Linked DNA regions of Mus musculus: region 2 is linked to region 1. The links are chromatin contacts, called in public Hi-C maps. All regions are on one chromosome and are shown on one strand. The core of a region is the stretch at or near the end of the contact, and the rest is flanking DNA. Distances in the headings are between cores, read along the strand shown. Region 1 overlaps Fam3c (family with sequence similarity 3, member C). Region 2 has its middle 14 kb from the start of Gm38773.

Region 1 (7,411 bases), core at 1,511-4,010:
CCAACGAGCATTGGTGTAGAGAGCACTGCAACTCGGGAGTCACTCAGCTCATCCCAGAGCCGTGTGAGCGCAAGGGGCTTGACCTCCAGGTCATGTCACACCTCAGCAAGCAGCGCCACCCAAGCATCTGGCCTAGGATGTAAGGCATGCATTGCTCTGGGTAGAGCTGTCAATGGGACTTTGCTCTGGCACAAATGTTTTCTGTATGAGATGTGTGGTCAACAGCCGTGTGGTGGAGACACTGAACAGTTGAACTATACCAACTAGAGAAATGTTTTTATTTTAATGATTTTAAATGAGTTAATTTTTTTTCTCATACTTAAGAATCAAATGAAACAGCCACCTGCATCCTACACAAAGTCAGATAAATGCAGGTCTCTTTGTCACAGGGGAGAAAAAAAATCATACAGTGATAACCAGAATTACTGGCTGTTAGCAAAAGCATTTCAGAACGCCATGACAGTCCACGGTCTGTCACTCAATCCACGACCTTCGAGCTCTGAGCCATCCGATACTCACACATTGTCCTCCAGGCAGATCTTGGGTCCCACGACATTGGCTGCTCCACTAGCCATCTTAAAAGCAAAATGCTTCTCTGGGCACGCCTTTGAGATCCCACACTTGTACCTCGGAGGTTTCGTAGCTTTGGGGAGAAGAGAAATACGTTTGAGATTCTTTAGAAAACAAATTAATTAAGATTTCAGATAATTTTAGATCTCAAACTATATACACGAAATCACATATATAAGACATTAAGGTATACCTAGTTAGGGGCTAGAGGTGGGGGTTCAGCGATTAGGAGTACTGGCTGCTTTTCCAGAGGACACAGGTTAAACTCCCAGCAGCCACATAATCAACCATCTATAACTCTAGTTCCAAAGAATCAGATGCCCTCCCAGCATCGTTGAATATCAGGAACACACGTGGTGAGCATACATCCATGCAGGCTGTACACCACACATACTTTAAAAATTAATTAAAAAGGCGAGACACACATTCTTTAATAAACTATAAATAAATAAAAACTTTCAAAATCTGTCAGAATGTTTTTCTCTAAGAGTATCAAAAGAACAAGAAGAAAGGCAAAGCTTCCAATATAAAAAGGCTCCCTTATTCAGACCCTCGTGAGGAATGAGCTAACCTGACAGAAATGGATCGTGCCATATGATCTTGCTCAGCAAGGCAGATTTTACTTAATCATTCTGGAAGTTAAATTTCAGGGTGCCTGAGGCTTTTTAATTGGCTCCTTTGCATTGTCTAGTCCAAAGCCAGGATCAGTGAAAGCTCAGTCCTTCCATCCATCCAGGTATCAGCGGCAGCAGACTCCTCTATTCGATAAACATCGTCTGTGCTTACGCCATGGGTCAGAACCCAAGTGAAGAGCAAACGCCCAGTGGGAATGAAGAGCCTATGACAGTAGGACATCCAACACAACTTGTCTCCTTCAGGGTTTGTTCACAACCTGCCCACACTCGTTGGATAAAAGCTTTCCAATGAACACACAGGATAAAGTACTTATAAAACACCAAGATGAGAGACTTACAACGAATGGCTGAGTCCAGCGCGGATCGAGCTAAGGAGAGAAACAGTTAAGACTATTAGAAAGCACAGGCCCATTGGCAATGACCTACTTTCAACATATTAAAGCTTCTAATAAGCCTAAGCAATGTGTGTGTGAATGACTGCGCATCTACATCACAATATCACTTCAGAGAAGCAGTTACCTGCCCACTATGTAATTCATTATGGGCAAGTGTGTGCTGAAATCCTGGAGAAGCTGTGTTTTATTAGTGAAATGTCATTTTAAACATTCTATTTGATTATTTACTGCAAATTTGGATCCTACTCAAAAAGTCAGCCTGAAAATATATCTTTAAAAGACTACAGTGTGTGTTGATGAACATGATAATATTTAAATGATGCTGCTTCTGCTGCCACGGCTGCTGCTGCTGGCCAGTGCTGGGTACCCACACAGCCCTGGAGAACGTTCATAAACCCATCTTGGGGGGCGGGGAGGGTTGCAAGGCTTTGGAAGTCCAAAGAGGTAAAAGTTGGGGAACCTGAATTTCTCAGAACAAAAGTGTACTGGTTGGCATAATGATATTAATGCTGTTACTAAGAGTTTACTTCATCAGTTCAAGGAAGGGCAAAGGTCAGCTCTTAGCCCCCACAGTGGGTCTCAACTGTCCTCCTTCACAGTTACGCTTGGCGCTCTGTAACACTCCAGTGTCTGATCCCAGTCCAAGAAATGTGGACAGGGACCATCAAAGTACTGTGGGCAGCTGGCTCCTGCTTTGGCAAATTAGTACACAGTGAAAGAAGCTGGCCAGCTGTCTGACTATAAATAGACACTTAAGTTTTTACTTCTGTACTATTTTTGATAACTGTGAGTTTCCTGCAAGTCTACTATTCAAATGATAGAACAGAAAGTTAAAGCTGAAAGGGAGTGGCGAGGTATTTTAAGAGAAGAAACCAAGTCAGAGGCTTCAACTCTCAGAACACTTAGGAGAATATTATACACCACTAAAGTCACACAGCTGGAATGCAGGGAAAGAGTAATGCCCTGGACACAGCACAACAGCCTCCCCAACTCCATAACCCAGGCACAGAAATGATTCCCAAGGAAAGACAGCCACGAACAAGCAAATAACAAGCAGAAAGGGGGAGGGGTAAAAGGAGTGGAGCAAGCACACACGCAGGTGCTGCGGTTTCCCTAGCTCACTCTTTCCATTTCCTGGTATAATTACAGAGATCAGATCCGATGCTTTCGCTCTTTCGAATGAGAAAACTAACCCCCAGAACTAAGTCAGCAATGTGCAGGCTAGACACGCTCAACCTCAGTCTGTCTTTAAGAAGAAAAACGATGTGAAGGTGCAATGGGTAGCGGCAGGCTTGACACCAAGCCGGGTGTTCCCAGCATCCAGACGCTGGAAGGAGAGACCTGACTCTCCCAGGTGGTCCTCTGACCTCCACTCATGCGCCATGAACACATGTACCAACACACATATACAAATATGTTTACACACACACACCACACTAATAAGCACAGTTAACAAAAAAAGCAATTAGCTGGCTGAAGGTGGCACACGCCTTTAATCTCAGCCCTCAGGAGGAAGAGACAGGTAGACCTGAGTTTGAGGCCAGCCGGGTCTACAGACTGGATAGCCAGAGCTACACAGAGAAACCTTGTCTCAAAAAAGCACAAACCAAACATTATTAATTAACTAATTAATTAGTTAAAGAAAAGAATATATCACCAGACTCAGGTGTTTAAATTTCTAGAAAGGAGTACTGTTAAAATCAGGAATTCCACTCTCCCTGACCCGTGCTGGGCTAATTAGACGGCAGGTCATCTGATCTATTATGGTAATAGGGAATGGGAGAGGAAGATCAGAACAGAACTAAATAATTCCACTCTTTCCTATGTGTTAGCTCTGTCAAGTACTTCTTGGTGATTACTGACATGGTCATCGCGTTTCAGATATAAGGAAACGGAAGACAGAGCAGTTAACTCGTGTGTGTTTTAGGTCATAATTGTGATTGGTGGAGCTAGCTTCTATTTTTTAGTGTATGTTTAATTTCTCATTACATTTACTTATTGAGGTGTATGCATACAATGTAATGTGTATGCATATGTTGTATATGTATGGATACGGGCGTGCCAAGGGACACACGTGGAAATCCCAGAGGACAACTTACAAGAGCCAGTTCTCTCCTTCTACCATGTGGGTCCTAGGAATTGAACTCAAGAAGTCAGGCTTGACGACAAGCATTGTTTCCCTGCTGAGCAATCCTGCTGGTCCCAAACAGAATCATCTCATATAGCACTCAGGCTGGCTGCACCACTCACTTCTAAAGGGTGACTATGAGCAGACAGATCACCAGTCAGTCCCAGAGCACAGTGGCAGGGTAGGGACCTTTACAGTTAACTCTTCCAGAAAATGAGATGTGGTGACTTTTTTTTTTTTAAGTAGTCTCAGAGAAGGAAGGGCAGAGTAACTCTAGGACCGGGGAGCTGGCTTCGTGGTTATGAGCACTTTTGTTGCAAAGGACCTGGGTTCCACTCCCAGCACCCACCTGGAGGCTCACCACACCCTCAGGCACCATGTATAAGAGTACTGCAAAGACGTAACATGTGGGCCAAACACCCACATACATGAAACAGTAGAAATAAATGTCTAAAAATTTGAAAACAATCAGATCATTTTGCTGGTTACATTTCAGATGCCAGATCTGTAATTGCTACTTAGTTAAAGACAACGGCCTGGAAATCTGTTTGTGAGTCATCGGGCTTCAGGGTAAATCGCCCTCCGTGGAACATGTGTTAGCTGATGAGAGGCTTGAAGGGAAAGCCATTCTCAAGAAGCACTTCTAGACACGGTTAGTTTACTTGTATCCAAAACCCATCAAAACCGAAAGATTTGTCCCCAGGGCTGCAATTAGGAGAATGTAAACCTGCAGGTAGCAGATGACCTAATTTTCATGAATACGGGTGATTGCTAAAGTGTCAGGTGCAAGCCCAGCCTGGAAGACAAGAGCCTCTCTTCACCTGCATGGTTTACTTCTGACTCTAGGTGATAACCCCGATCTTTCATTTCTTTTAGATAATACATCAAGAGATGGACACACCCTGCCTGATTTCATCAGACTTCCATGAATGTCCTTCAATTAAGTCAGACTATAGGATTAGAACTAAGTTGTACCTAAGCTTTTAATACTGTCTTAACTACCCCATATATGTTGTACTTACCAATGGCTTAGACATAGAAGTCTAAAAATAATTACATCCACAAATTCACTGCAGCAATATCTGCAGTGGTAACCTGGACTTTGTTCAGCTCTGTACTAGTTAAAGGCCCATGCTGAAAACTAACCCCGCATTAAATCAGGGCCAGGAACATGACTAACAGACTGTACAAGTCCCTGTCCAGCCTGTGAATGGGTGGAATTCTAAAGCAAGGGTATCCAGGGTCTCTGCGTATTATTTTTACAAATGGAGCGTGACTTGATAATTCCTTCAAGATTAAGTCTTATTTAAAAAAACTAGTGTTTGTGTATTTGGGAGTGGGACATGCTGGGGACTAAATCTAGATATGCTAAGCAAGGTAGTCCTCACTTACCACTGAGCTACACCCCCATGCCAAAACACTTCATTTAGGAGATTATAGTTTTTAGTTGTTGTGGTTCTTTGCCTTTTAATTTTTATTTTATTCTTTTACATCACAATCTACCTTGGTAGTTTCAATTATTAACTGTGGGCACATTTTTCATTCTTCCTGTCTGGAAATGTCTGTTTTATTTTTCTGAAACACTATGATATAAAGAGCTTGAGACAACGAGCTAGGTTTAGTGAGTGCATGTCTTTAAGCCCAGCACTTGGGAGGCAGAGGGAGGCAGATCTGAGTTCAGGGCCAGCCTGGTCTACAGAGTGAGTTCCAGGACAGCCCAGGCTACATAGAGGAAATCCTGTCTCAAGAAAAGGAACAAACAAATAAAGTTTGGGTTCTTTTCCTTTTCTTCATTTGTCTTGTTCAACTTCAATATGATGACTTTTGTTTTATCTTACTATATTTTATTTTGTCAGGTTTGGTTGCTACCTTTTAGAAGCCTGTTCTTTTCAAATGCAAGACAGAAATGGGGTGGGTGGATCCAGATGGGAAGAGTGGAAAGAAGGAAGTGGAAGGAGTAGAGGGAGGGGAAACTGTAATCAGGATGTATATTGTACGAGAAAATACTCTACTTCCAATAAAAAGAAAAAGGTGACCTGTTCAAGCTATTAAGTTATCACAAAGGACAGCAGAAAGGGAACTCACCGATGAGTAAACTGTAGTGACCACTATGGGTAACTAGACACCAGGTTCCAGAAACCAACCAACACAGATTCAACCCAATGACATTTGCTAAATTAAGTTGGATGCTAAATAAATGGTTATGAGCGCTAATATATTCTAAACAAGAAGTAAAGCAAACCCCACAATTAATATTTGCACCAGTTCAATGTAGACTGACATCCAATATAGATAAAAGGCACTACAGTTACAAGAGTAAAGCAAATGCCTGCTCTATACAGTGCCAAAATCAAACAGGTAAAACAACACGATAAGAAGGTCCCTAGCAATATGAAACACCAGAATGGAAATTAGGGGAGACAAGTGTTCTAGTTAAAGTACTAGACATGGGCTCATTCTAACTGGAAGCCACATCCCAGATACCATGATGCTCTGAAGAGTATTGACACAAGAGGCTAAGTGCTGGTGTGTAGCAGAATCTTTAGATGCAAGAGGAAGTGAATTAAGTGTTAAGAGTGGATGTGGGTCTGTAACACAGCACTTGTCTGGTATATACAAAGCCCTGGATTGGACTTGCAATGACTCAGAAGAGAGAACTGTACAGTGGGCAAGGCTACACAGTAAATTCTGAAACGGCCTGCAGTGCCATAGGAAAACCAGAGTACACTTCTAGAATAGGAAAATCTGAAAACCAAGAATATATAGAACTGTATAAAATAGCACTAAATACACCTGGTTTCCATGTTGTTGAGGATTTGTAAACTCCTGAGTTAAGGATGTACACCACTAGCAGAAAACTTGCCTAGCATGTGCAAGGCCCTGGGATGGACCCTTAGCACTGAAACTGTAATCTGAGTTAAAGGACCTCGTATGGGTACATTTGCAACATAAAAACACTAAATATGTGGGCAAGAAATGAAAATCACTGGAGAAAAGAAAGAATAATATTAAGGACCAACCCTTACGATCCATTTCTCTAACCCTTATACCAACTAGATTTGGGTTCATTTTCAAGCAGTTAACTCAAATGAAGAAAGAATTTCAACATAGCAGCGTTGTCTTTTCTACAGTGAACACTCCAGAGCCATGATTAAAGTTTCTCATCATGTAGAAAATAGTCTTTAAATATGTTTAAAATATCAAACAAAAACAAAAATCGATTGCTTAGACATTTATGTTTTTATTCTTAGATAGTTTTTGGTTTTTAGACTACTGGACTGAATGACATTCGCCCAGATAATAATTCTTTTCTAGACAGACAAAGCATTAGTAAACCCATGCTGGGAACTTACACTTTGGGCAGTCATGGTAAGAATAAAACAGGGACACAAGGCACATACCTAGCCAACATCAAATTAAATGGAGACAAACTTGAAGCAATTCCACTACAAACAGGGACAAGACGAGGCTGTCCATTCTCTCCGTGTCTCTTCAGTACAGTAGCTGAAGTGTGAGCTAGAGCAGTAAGACAGCTAAAGGAGATCAGGGAATACAGATCGGAAAAGGAAGAAAGAAGTCAAAGTATTGCTAGTTGCAAATGATATGACAGTATACATAAGTGACCCCAAAAATTCTATGAGGAAACTCCAACAACTGATAAAAACACTCAGTGAAGTGACTGG
Region 2 (7,411 bases), core at 2,816-5,315, 48 kb after region 1:
TTGTAGCAGAAAACTAACTAAAACACAAGAGAAAAATTGATTAAGGAAGATTAAAAACTGGCCTGGAGCCATGGTTCAGAAGTTAAGGGTGTGTTCTTCTCTTGCAGAGGGCCAAAATGCAACTCCTTCACCAACATTAGATAGTTCACAAGCACCTGTAATTCTATATGTGATGCCTCTTGCTATTGAGACTCTTGGCATTCACACTCACATACTCTGATATAGACTCTGACACATATACACAAAGCTATAAATAACAATGGAATAAATCTTCAAAATGCATTAAACACGTGTAAACACTTGTAGAAAATTGCTTCAAGAAGTACAAAGGAGCAGATGTGGTGAGATCAAACATCCTCTGCCAGTGTGGTGCTTGCAATGCTGTAGAAAGGGAGTGTGGTGGTTGCGCATTCAATTTTCAAACCCACGCTTCATCTAGGTCTCTTCCATCACATGTGAGCCTATTGTAAGACTTGCCCTAACCTAGCAGCAGGGGCAAGAATAACAGTCAGAAGAGAAGCAAAGAGGGGATAGAGAAAACATTCATTTAAAAAAATATATAGCCTCAGGTCTGAACCTAGACCTATGAGTGGCAATTTTTAGTTCCGTGAACTTGGAAATGTAATTAACCTCTCTGGCCCTTAAGTAAAATGTAGATAATATAAACTGTCACATTGTGTTCTAAGGACTGAATAAAATACGTACTTACAGTGGGGCTATTTGGACTTTGGTCATGTAAGATCTCTTCCTGTCAAGGTCAACTCTTCTATTACTCCAGATGATGTAAGAAGAGTGTCAATCATAGAACCCTACCATATGATCTCAATGGTAGGACACTTACAGAGGCTAAGATAACCAAAGCTTCTTACCAGAAATTCAAGTCTCCAACAGGAACTCATCAACCTGGGTACATCCTTTGAGAGTTGCTGTTATTGAGATCCAGGGAACCATCTGGATTGATGTCCTTTTTTTTTTAGACTTGGTTGTTCAGTTTCCCTTCAGAGTCTGTTACTAACACAGCTTTCCTAGGCAAGCTTCTTGTCCACTGTTCATTGCTTCTGACTGATGAGCCCACAGTGTAGAAAATCAACTGACCAGCAGAACGGTTAGATAGTTAACACTTAACATTCTCTTTATTATGAGAACAGAATATTTTTGGTGTTCAGTGTGGGGAAACTAATGAGCTGAGTCATTTTAATTGCAGAATATTGTCTTAACATGGCAACTTGCCCACTTCTGTTATGGGATGCTGTGAACTTTCCTCTGAGAAAAATAGTATAGTACCTGGGCATGGCCGAACACACGGTTGGTTAATGTCAGCACTCAGACTGCAGAGAAACAAGCTGATTTCTGTGAGTTTAAGGCCAGCCTGGTCTACAAAGTGAGTTCTAGGACCGTAGTGGAAACTTCTAGATCTTTGGAAATTTAGTTATATCAAATCATGTTTTGCTGGGCCACACAGGTGAGACAAACACATGACACACTGTTTTCCTGAGGCAGACACAGGTGAAAGGATGTTTGGATATAGCAAACACATGAAAGGACACTCGATGAAGGAGTATAAATATGACCGCACAGACAGTGGGAGATGAGCACTGAGCCTTAGTTTGGTTTGCTCCGATTTGCTATTCCTTGCTAAAGACGTGCATTTATTGGTTCACCTTACATAGTGTTGTTGCGCTTAACTTGTGATAACTCTGATAATGGCGACATTGAGAGAAGAAACTCACCCAAGGCGGGGTGTGGTGGCGCATGCCTTTAATCCCAGCACTTGGGAGGCAGAGGCAGGTGGATTTCTGAGTTCGAGGACAGCCTGGTCTACAGAGTGAGTTCCAGGACAGCCAGGGCTACACAAAAAATAAAAAAAGAAATAAAAAAGAAAGAAAGAAAGAAAGAAAGAAAGAAAGAAAGAAAGAAGAAAGAAAGAAACTCACCCAAGAACTTCTTCTGAGGTCCCTGTGGTAGCTTGCCATTTCTACAGCCTTACCTAAGGCTGGTTGGCTGCTGTTTCTTCAGATTGAACTACATTTGCCCATTTATGCCTGAAAGGACTGGACTGTAGCTGCTGGTTCGTGCCTGTTGTCTGCCTGCCTAGAGAACTGGTCTGCAGCTGCTAAGTCCTATTTGGTGTTTTGCTACTGCACTGAACTGCTGAGAAAGAAGATGGAGCTCAACCCCAAAGAACTATGGCTGAGCAGGTCTGTTGCCTGTACCGTGGACAGGTCCTCCCTACCCGCTTCCACACACACACAAACCCTACCTGCCTTTGGGGGATTGGAGGTGATTTAGTGCAGAGTCAATGACACAGACTTCAGGATCAGGTGAGAAACGCTGCAGCAAGCTCATCTGAGCACTGCTGAAACTGTCTTTAATACCCTCCACCCACGCTCCCATTGGTCCAAGAAAGCATCTCTTTTAAACAGCAGTTCCTGATTGGCTAGCATCATTTGCACCAGCAATCCTTGGTCTCTCAGTGAGTCCTCCATTAGGTCCTCCTGAAGGAGATGCTTTTGTGGCCGTGTGGGCCCCAGCATTTACATAGAGGCAGCCCCGCCATTTCTGCTCCACAGGTCCACTTCTTCCATATCCTAATAACTTTTCTCATCCACCACCTTTGCTGGGTAGTGGGCTAGAGGAGAGGTTAACCCGTTATTAAAAGTAGGTTGCAAAAAGTTTATGCCTACATAGGACATACAGGCAGCAACCCTGCCTGGAAGAAGAGAAGGAGGAGGAGTGTAGGGGGGTGGAGAGAATGAGAAGAATGAAGAGGAAAGATGAAGAAGAAAATAAAAGAAGCTGGCAGCAATGGCGTGCACCCTTTAATCCCAGCACTCGAGAGGCATTGGCAGGCAGATTTCTATGAGTTCAAGGCCAACCTGGTCTACAGAGGACAGCCAAAACTACAGAGAGAAACCCTGACTTGAAAAACCAAAAAGAAAAAAAAAAAGGAAGGAAAGTAGAAAGAAAGCTAGTATAGTGTAGCTGAGGACTCCATGACAGGAGTTCAAGGGTCGGCTCTTCTGCTCTCCATCTCATGATGTTGCAGACTCATCTGGCTCCTCTAAGTTGTTGTTCGTGTATAAGAATGTATGTTGCTCCTGAATTGGTTCTGAGCACTACTCTAGCTCTAAATCAAGTTTCTGTATATGTAACATTATTTTCATTTATCCTCACCTTCAGGACAATAAATATGGGTTCTATTGGTTTCTCAGAATCACGCTAGCTACACTGAGCAGAGAAATTAGGCTCACACTTAAGAACTTTGCTCTACTGTCTTCTTTAGGTAGAATGCTGGGAAACTACCCTCACTTCTTATACTTCTGTTCAAATCATCTAAAACGCCTCCCCTAAACTCCTGTGTACTGGTTCCTGTTCCATCCCTTTCTGTCTGAATATCTCATTTTTTTTTCAGAGATGTATTTATTTTGGTTTTAAGCATATGAGTGTTTGCCTGCATGTGTTTGTGTGTGTATATGAGTACACACACATGCATCATATACTATATATATATATATATACACACATATATATATATGCATGTATGTGCATCACATGTATATATATATATATATGTATATATATATATATATATATATGCATGTATGTGCATCACATGTATGCCTGGTGCCCACAGAAGCCAGAAGAAGGCACCAGATCCCCTGGAGTTACGGTTAGAGCCAGTTGTGAATTGCTGAGTCAGTATTGAAAACTAAAGGTGCTTTGCAGGAGCAGCAAGTGCTCTTAACTGCTGAGCTATTTCTCTATCCCCCCTCTATTTTGCTACAGAAAACCATGGGGAGAAGCTGGCATCATGTTAAGTATATATACTTAACTGCGTCTTGTGTGGGTTATCTCTGCCACCCAGCAAGTATACACTTCTGTCTTCCTTCTTTGCTGTACTTAACCTCTTTCTCTGTCTCTGTCTCTGTCTCCCCCCGCCCCCATCTCTCCTCTCTCTATCTTTCCACTGATCCTCCACTTTTATTTGAGATGAGGTCATTGTTTTACTCAACACAAACAGAAACCGGCAGTGAGTCATTCCTCTAGTCTCCATACCACATAATCTACCTCGCTCCAGTAACTGAATCAGACCTCTGAACCTAACCCTGTCTTGCAATGAGAAGTGATGCTAACGTTTTCTCAAGGGCCTGTGCCTTGCTGTTAAGGCTGTCTTTCTCAGCCCTGGGTTTGTATGTGGCTTTCTGTTTTTGCTTCTCAGGAACCTTGGTCATTCACTTACTCAGCCATGCTGGCTCACTCATCTCTTTCCCTCTGGATATGTTTACCGGCACACACATCTTCTCCAGTATCCTCTATTTAAGAACTATCTTTCCCTTCAAAAGCGTTACCCTCTGGTCCTCTCTCCCTTTCCTCACCATGCATGAGGTTTGGTTTCCAGGCTAGCTTCTGCGGCCACACTTTATTCAGTGTGGTCCTTCAGTGCTGGCCACTCTGTCTATCCTCTGTTGTGTTGACCTGTGCTTGCCTTGAGTTGATCGTGTTCTGTTTTGTATTCTCTTCTCTGGCTTCCAGGATGGTTTGGTTTGTTTGTTTGTTTTTTATTTTTTTGTTTTGTTTTGTTTTGTTTTGTTTTTTCTACAAGTTGTAAATATTTAATTCAGAGTTTGGGCTTGAGCTTCCAGGATACTTCATTTTCTCTCAATTTATGGATGGTCCTTGTGCTGATGAAGTTTTGGTTTTTTTTGTTTTTTGTTTTTTTCTCACCATGACACAAGCTATAGAAAACAGCTTCATCAGTTTGGCCTGTAGTCAAAACTGTGGGGAATTTCCTAGATTGATGTGGGTGGCCCAGCCCACTGTGGCCAATGCCACCTCTGGTTAGGTAGGTGGGTGGTACTGTGTTTGGATGAGAAAGGAGCCTGAGCAAGCCATGGAACGCAATGCAGTCAGCAGCACTCAACCTTGGCCTCTGCTTTAGTTCCTGCCTCCAGGTCCCTGCTCTGCTTCAGTTCCTGCTTTGGCTTCCCCCAATAATTGACTGCAATTAAGATGGGTAAGCCTTCTTCCTCTAGTTGCATTGATCTAGTTGCTTTTTCTTTTTCTTTCTTTCTTTCTTTTTTTTTTTTTTTTTGAGACAGGGTTTCTCTGTTTAGCCCTGGCTGTCCTGGAACTCACTTTGTAGACCAGGCTGGCCTCGAACTCAGAAATCCACCTGCCTCTGCCTCCCGTGTGCCACCACGCCCGGCTTTTTTAAGGATTTTTTTTTTTTTTTTTTTTTTTTTTTTTTTTTTTTGCTTTTTCTTATCACCACAACAGGAACCAGATTAATATAGTTCTTCCCTGCCTTGCTCCAAGCTTCTTATCTATCTGAAGGTTTAATTGCTTTGGAATTTTGGTCTGAACAATTTTCTTTATGTACATAGTATCCTTGAGCAATCTTACCAAGTCATTTGGCTCTAAGACAATCTAAACATTGCTAGGGAGTTAGTTTTTGGTCATAATAAAGTACCCAAAATAGTGAAATTATTGCATCTGGCACAGCTTAGCTCTCACAACTCTGGCTAGCAGCCTGAAGGAAATGAAGAGAGAACAGATATGCAGACACACAAACAATGAAACTGGGATCAGGTGGGGTCCTCCAGAGGCGCAACCAGGATCCTCAAACCCATTTCTCAGGTAGAGCCCAGGGGGATGGGTAGGGTAGTCTCAGCCAGATGCCTCTGCAAGTAAGCAGTCTCCTGCTGTAACATCTGGGAGGAGGGGGAGGAGGGTGCAGTTGCTAGCCATTGCACACATTGATCAATCATTCATAACACTCAGACTTCCAAGGAAAGCTTTGCTGTCCCTGACCTGTATGGGTACTGGCTTTGCCTTTCAGTCCTTGACAGACTGCCCGTGCATACTCAGAACTTCACTCGCGCAGGGCTCCCCTCTCCCTGTGTATGAGGAGGAAAGAGTTCTTTTGGCTCAGAGTTTCTGTGACTTCCAGCCCATAGTTATATGTCACTGTTGTTTGGACACTTGAAGGGAGAGAGGGAGAGGATGAAGGAGGTGGGGAGAAGAGAAGAGTGTGAAGGGGCCAGGGTTGTCAGAGGGACATCAGCATTCCAATATCCTCTTAAATGTCAGACCGCCCATGACCTGATGTCTTCCCACTATGCCCTACTTCTTCAGGGTTCTATTATCTCCTAACAGAGCCTCAGGCTGACAGCTGATACATGGTCTTTGTCTTAGTTACTTTTATGTTATTGTAATAAAATATTATGACCAAAGCAATTTATAAATGAAGGCGTTTAATTTGGACTTACTGTTTAATAGGGTTGGAGTCCATGATGGCAGAGAAAAGGCAAGAACAGTGAGAGTGTATATATTGATCCACAAGTAGGAGAGAAGGAAGGAGAGGAGAGAGGGAGGCAGGGAGGGAGGGAGGGAGGGAAGGAGAGAGGGAGAGGGAGAGGGAGAGGGAGAGGGAGAGGGAGAGGGAGAAGGAGGGAGAGAGAGAGAGAGAGAGAGAGAGAGAGAGAGAGAGAGAGAGAGAGAGAGGAGGAAATGTCAAGATACACCAGCAAAGTCATGTTTTAAAAAGGACTCTTGTCAGAACAGACATGTTAGCTAGTCTTAGGGAAGAGCCTTCAAAACTAGGTAGTATGACCCCCAGACAAGGCATTTACTGAAAGTGGATTTTACAAGCAAGCTTATGATTAATTAGAACTCAGCCATGTAGGCCTCACATTCACTTTTTCTCACCTATGGGCTTCTTTCTCTCTCACTCCCTCATAAGTTTTGTAAAAGAAAATAGCAGGTATTCTACTGAGAGTCAGGCAGGGAGGTTCTGAATTTTATTATCCAAAAGCAGCATCCAGAAACCTTAAGAAATCAGGGGCACATGTGATATTATAGATACACATTGATTAAACTTTAGTCTCCTCATCTTAATATATATATATATATATATATATATATATATTGCTTTATGGACAATTCCACCAGGCTCTGCCCAACACCTACCTAGCAATAGCTTTCCTCATCACCTGCCACCATTACTACCTGTGATGCAGCCAAGGTATGAACCAGATGCAACAGCATATAAGAGGATTTCTTGCTACTCCAACCTTCCTCCTCTTCTGCTTCCACTTCCCCCTCCCCTTCTCCCTCCCCTTCTTTTTCTTCTTCTTCTTCTTCTTCTTCTTCTTCTTCTTCTTCTTCTTCTTCTTCTTCTTCTTCTTCTTCTTCTTCTTCTTCTTCTTCCTCTTCTTCCTTTTCCTTCTTCTCCCTCTCTATCTCTGTCTGTCTCTGTTTGTCTGTCTGTCTGACTCTCTCTCTCTGACCCTGGCTAGCCTCTCTTCTTCTCCTCCGCTCTTTCTCCTTTTCTCTTTCCCTCTCCCTCTCCCCCTCTCCCCCTCTCCCCCTCTCCCCCTCTCTCCCTCCCCTTCTCCCTCCCCTTCTTTTT

The links. Hi-C and Micro-C count contacts between places; a contact is called where the count stands out from the background.
Region 2: a contact with region 1 is called in a Hi-C map of Th1 cells, with 1.9 times the contacts expected there. The contact joins two enhancer-like sites. A contact is called at or near these places in 1 of 39 promoter capture datasets (liver), 7 of 484 Hi-C or Micro-C datasets (the 63-12 cell line, B cells, CD4 T cells and 3 more), 4 of 115 datasets of contacts at active chromatin or transcription factors (embryonic stem cells, extraembryonic endoderm stem cells, large pre-B cells and 1 more) and 2 of 9 other capture datasets (adipose tissue and liver).

The regions. Positions count from the first base shown.
Region 1 is chr6:22,328,036-22,335,446 of GRCm38.p6, forward strand. Fam3c (family with sequence similarity 3, member C) reads right to left here. Exons shown (of 10, transcript NM_138587.4): 4 at 1,544-1,573; 5 at 520-643. Among named protein-coding and RNA genes, the nearest start is that of Fam3c, 24 kb to the right of the region's middle. Within about 2 kb of position 2,761, at least 62 of the 459 cell types and tissues checked have an H3K27ac peak or open chromatin away from gene starts, as enhancers often do. A contact at or near this core is called in Th1 cells, where this site is marked.
Region 2 is chr6:22,374,631-22,382,041 of GRCm38.p6, forward strand. No RefSeq gene overlaps it. Among named protein-coding and RNA genes, the nearest start is that of Gm38773, 14 kb to the right of the region's middle. Within about 2 kb of position 4,066, at least 56 of the 459 cell types and tissues checked have an H3K27ac peak or open chromatin away from gene starts, as enhancers often do. A contact at or near this core is called in Th1 cells, where this site is marked.